2 separate regions of the Anser cygnoides genome follow, and region 1 is linked to region 2. The links are chromatin contacts, called in public Hi-C maps. All regions are on one chromosome and are shown on one strand. Each heading gives the region's core, a stretch centred on a gene start, on an enhancer-like site or on the middle of the called end of the contact. The rest is flanking DNA. Distances are from core to core; before and after follow the strand shown. Region 1 holds the start of RNF121 (ring finger protein 121). Region 2 holds the start of CLPB (ClpB family mitochondrial disaggregase).

What was found. A called contact is a pair of places that touch in the nucleus more often than the background predicts.
Region 1: a Hi-C map of granulosa cells shows a contact between it and region 2, with 2.0 times the contacts expected there. The contact joins the promoter of RNF121 here to the promoter of CLPB in region 2. A contact is called at or near these places in 2 of 7 Hi-C or Micro-C datasets (granulosa cells and liver).

Annotation. Positions count from the first base shown.
Region 1 is chr1:211,965,473-211,968,315 of Taihu_goose_T2T_genome, reverse strand. RNF121 (ring finger protein 121) reads right to left here and starts at 1,432. Exons shown (of 10, transcript XM_066990097.1): 1 at 1,322-1,432. The coding sequence starts at 1,378. XNDC1N (XRCC1 N-terminal domain containing 1, N-terminal like) reads left to right here and starts at 1,778. Exons shown (of 10, transcript XM_066990094.1): 1 at 1,778-1,826; 2 at 2,507-2,585; 3 at 2,703-2,841. The coding sequence starts at 2,541.
Region 2 is chr1:211,809,139-211,811,921 of Taihu_goose_T2T_genome, reverse strand. CLPB (ClpB family mitochondrial disaggregase) reads right to left here and starts at 1,380. Exons shown (of 14, transcript XM_066990084.1): 1 at 931-1,380. The coding sequence starts at 1,345.

The DNA.
Region 1 (2,843 bases), core at 183-2,682, 160 kb before region 2:
GAGGAGCGCTTGGACAACGGACGGGGCAGGCGCTGCCGTCATGGCCCCGGCTCGCCCCGGCACCCTGGGCTCGGCACCACCCGCGGACGTGGACTTTGCGGGCGGGAGCAAAGGGACGGGCGCAGCCCTCGGCGTGCCTCCCTGCGGGCGCCTCCTTATCGGCCGCCCGTGCCCCGCGGCAGAACCCGGCGCCGTCCCCCGGCGCTCTCTGCTCTCCGAGCTGCCTCCCCGAGCCCTTCCTGCCAGGCCAAAATCCAGGAGACCCGCTTCTGAGGACCGCAGCCCCCGGCAGACCTCCCCTTTGCGCGGGCAGCCCCCAGCCCCCAGCCGCTCACCGAGGCTCTGGGAGCACCCGGCCCCCGCTGTACGAGCGCGGCCGAGAGCCACCGGCGAGCGCCTGGAAAACGCAGCGGGCAGCGCCGCAGAGGGGCTGCCGCACGCTGCGAGGGCGCCGAATTTGAGGCTGGGTCCCCCTTGGGCAGCAGCACAGGCCGGGCGCCGGGCTCCTGGTGCTCCACGCCTGCCTGCCCCCCCCCTTGCCAGGCACAAGAGCTTCACGGCGAAGCGAGGCGGGCAGCCAGCACGGGCAGAGCCGGGGCTCGGGGCGCGCCGGGGAGCGAGGCCGGGGCAGGGACACCCCCCTGCGGGCTGTGCGGGAACCCCCCCGGCTGCGGGCACCTCGCTCCCGGCTGCCCCCCAACGGCTCCCCGCGCGCTGCCCCGCTGCTGGGGGACGGGGGGCGGGGGGGGTGTCTGTGAGTGTCGGGGGGGGGCAGGGAGCCCCCCCCTAACCCGCCGCCCAGCTGGCACCGCACGAGCAGAGCCCGGTGCCACGGGGCCAGCAAGAGGGGAGCCTCAGCACGGCGCTGAGCCCCCCTAAGCCCCCCCAAACCCCACCACAGACCCCCCTCAGCCCCCAACCCCCCCCAAAACCCCCCCACAGCCCCCCCAAAGCCCCCCCACTGCCTCCTCAGCCCCCAAACCCCCCCAAAGCCCTCCCACAGCCCCCCCAAAGCCTCCCCAAAGACCCCCCAAGCCCCTAAAGCCCCCCCACAGCCCCCCAAACCCCCACAGCCCGCCTACAGCCCCCCAAACCCCCCCAAAGCCCCCCAAAGCCCCCCCAAAGCCCTGAAGCCCCCCAAACTCCCCCCCCAGCCCCCCCAACCCCCCCCCGCCCCCAGCCCAGGCTGCCCCCAGCCCCCCCCCCAGCCTGGCCTTGGGCACTGCCAGGGCTGGGGCGCCCCCAGCCCCTCCGGGCAGCCCGGGCCAGGCCCCCAGCGGGAAGGATTTCCCCCCAACGCCCCCCCCGTGTCCCCCCCCACCTCCTCCCCGTCGCGCTCGCCGGGGCCGCCGACCTCCACCTCCAGCACCGCCGCCATCTTGCCCCCCCCACCCCTGCTCCTGTAGGCTCCCCCCTCCCCTCCGCCGGCAGCCAGCTCCTTCCGCCGCCGCCCAGCCAACCAGCGGCCGCGCCGCCGCCCCCTCGGCCAATCGCCGCGCGCGGCGCCGCCCCCGCGGCCAGTCAGGAGGAGGAAGGGGCGGGCTGTCCGCTAAGGGAGCGTCGCACATTTCCGATCCCGCGCAGCGCGCGGCCAATCCCGCGCCTCCCTCCCGCCTCCGTACGGGGGCGGCTCACGGCAGACGCTCCCTTAGCGCCCGGCGCGGTGACGCGGCGCCGCCGCAGGACTACGAGTCCCGTCAGCCACCGCGGCGGGGCCAGAGGGGGGGCAGAGGGGCGGGGCCGAGGGGTGGAGGGGCGGGGCCAAGGGGGAGGGGGCGGGGCCACGCGGTTTGGGCGGGAGAATTCGGGCGGCGTCGGCGGGGCCGGTGCGGGGCGGGGGGGGGGCAAATGGGGCTGGGGGGGGGCAGAACGGGGGGGGCAGTTCTGGGATGGGGCAGTGGGGCTGGGGGTGGAGTGGGGGGGCGGGGGGGGACAGGATGGGGGGGGCAGCTCTGGGATAGGGCAGCTGGGGGGGGCACCGAGGGCTGGGGGGGGGCGAAGGGTGTGGGGGGGCAGGGGTTGGGGGGGCACAAGGGGGCAGGACGAGGGGGGTGGCTCTGGGATGGGGAAATGGGGCTGGGGGCAGAGTGGGGGGGCTGGGGGGGTACCCAGGGCTGGGGGGGCACTGGGGGGGGGGGGACAGCTCTGGGATGGGGAAATGGGGGTGGGGGGAGCACGGGGGGCTGGGGGGGTACCCAGGGGTGGGGGGGCACGGGGGGGGACAGACCTGGGGGGGGGGCAGCTCTGGGATGGGGAAATGGGGCTGGGGGCGGAGTGGGGGGGCTGGGGGGTACCCAGGGCTGGGGGGGCAGGGGGGGGGCAGCTCTGGGACGGGGAAATGGGGGTGGGGGGGCAGAACGGGGGGGTGGCTCCAGGTTGGGGCAGTGGGGCTGGGGCGGCTCGGAGGGGCTGGGGGTGAAGGGGGGGGCGGCTTGGGATGGGGCAATGGGGCTGGGGGCAGGATGGGGTCCGTGCGTGCCCCCCCAGCGCCTGTCCCCCCCCCCAGGTGCGGGTGTCGGAGCCGCCCGCAGGCGCCCGCCATGGCCCCGGTGCGCATCAGCTTCGTGGTGTCCTTCTCCTCGCAGGTCCCGGCGGGGGGGGCTCGGGGCTGCCCCCACGGCCCCGTGGGGACGTGAAGCAGCGAGAACGGGGTGGGTGCATGCTGGGGGGGGGGGCTGACGGTGCCGCGGTGCCCTCCGCAGGACCCCCGGTACCCGGTGGAGAACCTGCTGCGTGGTGACGGCCGGCGGCCGTGGCTCAGCTGCCCCCAGGACCGCAGCCGGCAGCTGAGAGCGGAGCTGCAGCTGGAGAGAGCCAGCGCCATCGGCTACGTGGACGTCGGT
Region 2 (2,783 bases), core at 131-2,630:
CTGTGAGCAGGGGCTCGTGATTAAAGCTCCGCAGCAAGAAGCAACTTGAACCCCATCTCATTTTCCAGAGCTTGGAGACGAGCTCCTCACCCAAGGACCGAGGTTTACCCGGGCCGTGTGTGCCTGGCAGACCATTAAGGGGGGGCTGGGCTCCGGCAGCACCTCGCCCAGTGGCACTAACGAGGCCACCCGGCCTGCGGCAGGGGTAGGACAGCACCTGGAGTCCTCCCAGCCCCAAAACGCTGCATCAGCGCTGGGCAGGGGACTGGCTGTGGCACAAACCCGCAGTTACACATCAACCTAAAAGCATTCAGCTCGCCCCAACAACCCCCTGGGACCATCCCAGATGCCTCAGCTGGGAGGGACACGTCAGCCTTTCGAGACCCACACCTAATGCTGTGGCAACAGGAGCTCGTGGCCACCCACCGAGCGCTTCCTTCCCACAGAGGGTGGACGTACAAAGCCGCTCAGCTCGTACGTGCCTGACACATTCCCTGCTCAGGACAGAGGGCTGGGGAGAGCCGACCCCACGAACACGCACCCTGCCAAGCAACGTGGCTCAAGCCCTCCCCTGCCAGCTTTCCTCACCCACAGGCGCGGAGCTGGGTCCTCTCCGTGCACAAAACCGTCGGGGACGAAGCCAAGCACGCGTCCTGCGGCAGGACGGGAGCACGCACGGCACTGCCACCGCCTGCACGCCCCGGGACAGCTGTGACAGCGCCCTGCCGTGCTAAGACACGGGCCCGGGGTGCAGTTCATGAGACGCGATGAGCGTGAGGACCGTTAGCATCCCACCGCGGGGCTCGGGGGGGATCCCCCGCGGCTCAGCGCACCCCTGGGACAGGGCCGCAGGACGCCCCCCGCCCCGCAGGGCTCCCCCACCCGCCCCCCCGGCCCACCCGCAGCCCGGCGGGGGGCAGCGATAGTCACCCTTGGTCGCTCGGTCCCTCACGTAGCAGGCGGCCAGCGCGGCGACGAGCAGGCCCGCAGGCTCCGCAGCTCCGCGGACCCCGCTCCGGTACCCGCCGGGGCCTCCAGGGCCCGGGGGGGGCCCCTCAGCCGCCGGGCCCCCCCCGGCGAGAAGGGCCGAGGGGGCTCCCCCCGGGCCCTGCCGCCGCTGCCGCCCCCCGCCGGCCGCCCCCCGCCAGGGCAGCGCCGCGCTCCCCGTCACAGCGGGCTCGCGGCGGCCCCTGGCGGCCGCGGCCGGGACGAACGGCGGTCCCGCCGGCCCGGGCCTCGCCGCCGGAGCTCCGCCGGCCCCCCGCGAGGCCGCCGGCCACGGCCGCGCCCGGAGGAGCCTCGCCAGCCCCGGCGGCGGCGGGCGGGCCGCCAGGGAGCCCAGCATCGCGCCGCGCCTGCCCCGCCGCCGCCGCTGCCGGCACACAAAATGGCGGCCGCCGGTGGAGCGGCGCGGGACGGGCGTCGGAGCAGGGCGACGCGCAAAGCCTGGCGGGAGATGTAGTCTCCGCACGGCGCGGCGCCGGGCTGCAGGTCCAGCCGCCGGACTACAGCCCCCAGGGAGCGCCGGGGTGCCGGCAGGCCGCAGGGCATGCCGGGAAGCGGAGCCAGGCCCGCCCCCCCCCCCCCCCCCCCCCCCCCCCACCGGCAGGGGGCACCGTGGGGTCGCGGGTTCGAGGCCGGCCTCGGGAGGCGGCGGGGGCGCGCGGGCGCGTTCCCGTGCTCGCGCCCTTGTGCGCTCGTGCACGCGCACGTGCACGCGTGGGCAGGCGCGGACACGCGTGGAGGTGCTCGCGTGCGCGCGCACCTGGGGTGGTGTGAACGGGCACCCACTGGTGTGCTCGCGTGGGGGCACAGGAGCTCCGGCACGCGTGGACACAGACACTGCATACACGGGACACGTGTGTGCATGGGGGGACACTGTGTGCATGGAGGGACACGTGTGTGCATGGAGGGGCATGTGTACATGTATGGACACGTGTGTGCATGGAGGGACACGTGTGTGCATGGAGGGACACTGTGTGCATGGAGGGACATGTACATGGAGGGACACGTGTGTGTGCATGGAGGGACACTGTGTACATGGAGGGACACGTGTGTGCATGGAGGGACACTGTGTGCATGGGGGACACGTGTGTGCATGGAGGGACAGGTGTGTACATGGAGGGACAGGTGTGTGCATGGAGGGACACTGTGTGCATGCAGGGACACTGTGTGCATGGAGGGACACGTGTGTGCATGGAGGGACAGGTGTGTGCATGGAGGGACAGGTGTGTACATGGAGGGACACGTGTGTGCATGGAGGGACACTGTGTGCATGGGGGACACGTGTGTGCATGGAGGGACAGGTGTGTACATGGAGGGACACGTGTGTGCATGGAGGGACACGTGTGTGCATGGAGGGACACTGTGTGCATGGGGGACACGTGTGTACATGGAGGGAGACGTGTGTGCATGGGGGACACGTGTGTACATGGAGGGACACGTGTGTGCATGGAGGGACACGTGTGTACATGGAGGGAGACGTGTGTGCATGGGGGACACGTGTGTACATGGAGGGACACGTGTGTGCATGGAGGGACACTGTGTGCATGGAGGGACACGTGTGTGCATGGAGGGACACTGTGCATGGAGGGACGTGTGTACATGTATGGACACGTGTGTGCATGGAGGGACACGTGTGCGCATGGAGGGAGACGTGTGTGCATGGAGGGACACTGTGTGCATGGAGGGACGTGTGTGCATGTATGGACACGTGTGTGCATGGAGGGACACGTGTGTGCATGGAGGGACAGGTGTGTGCATGGAGGGACAGGTGTGTACGT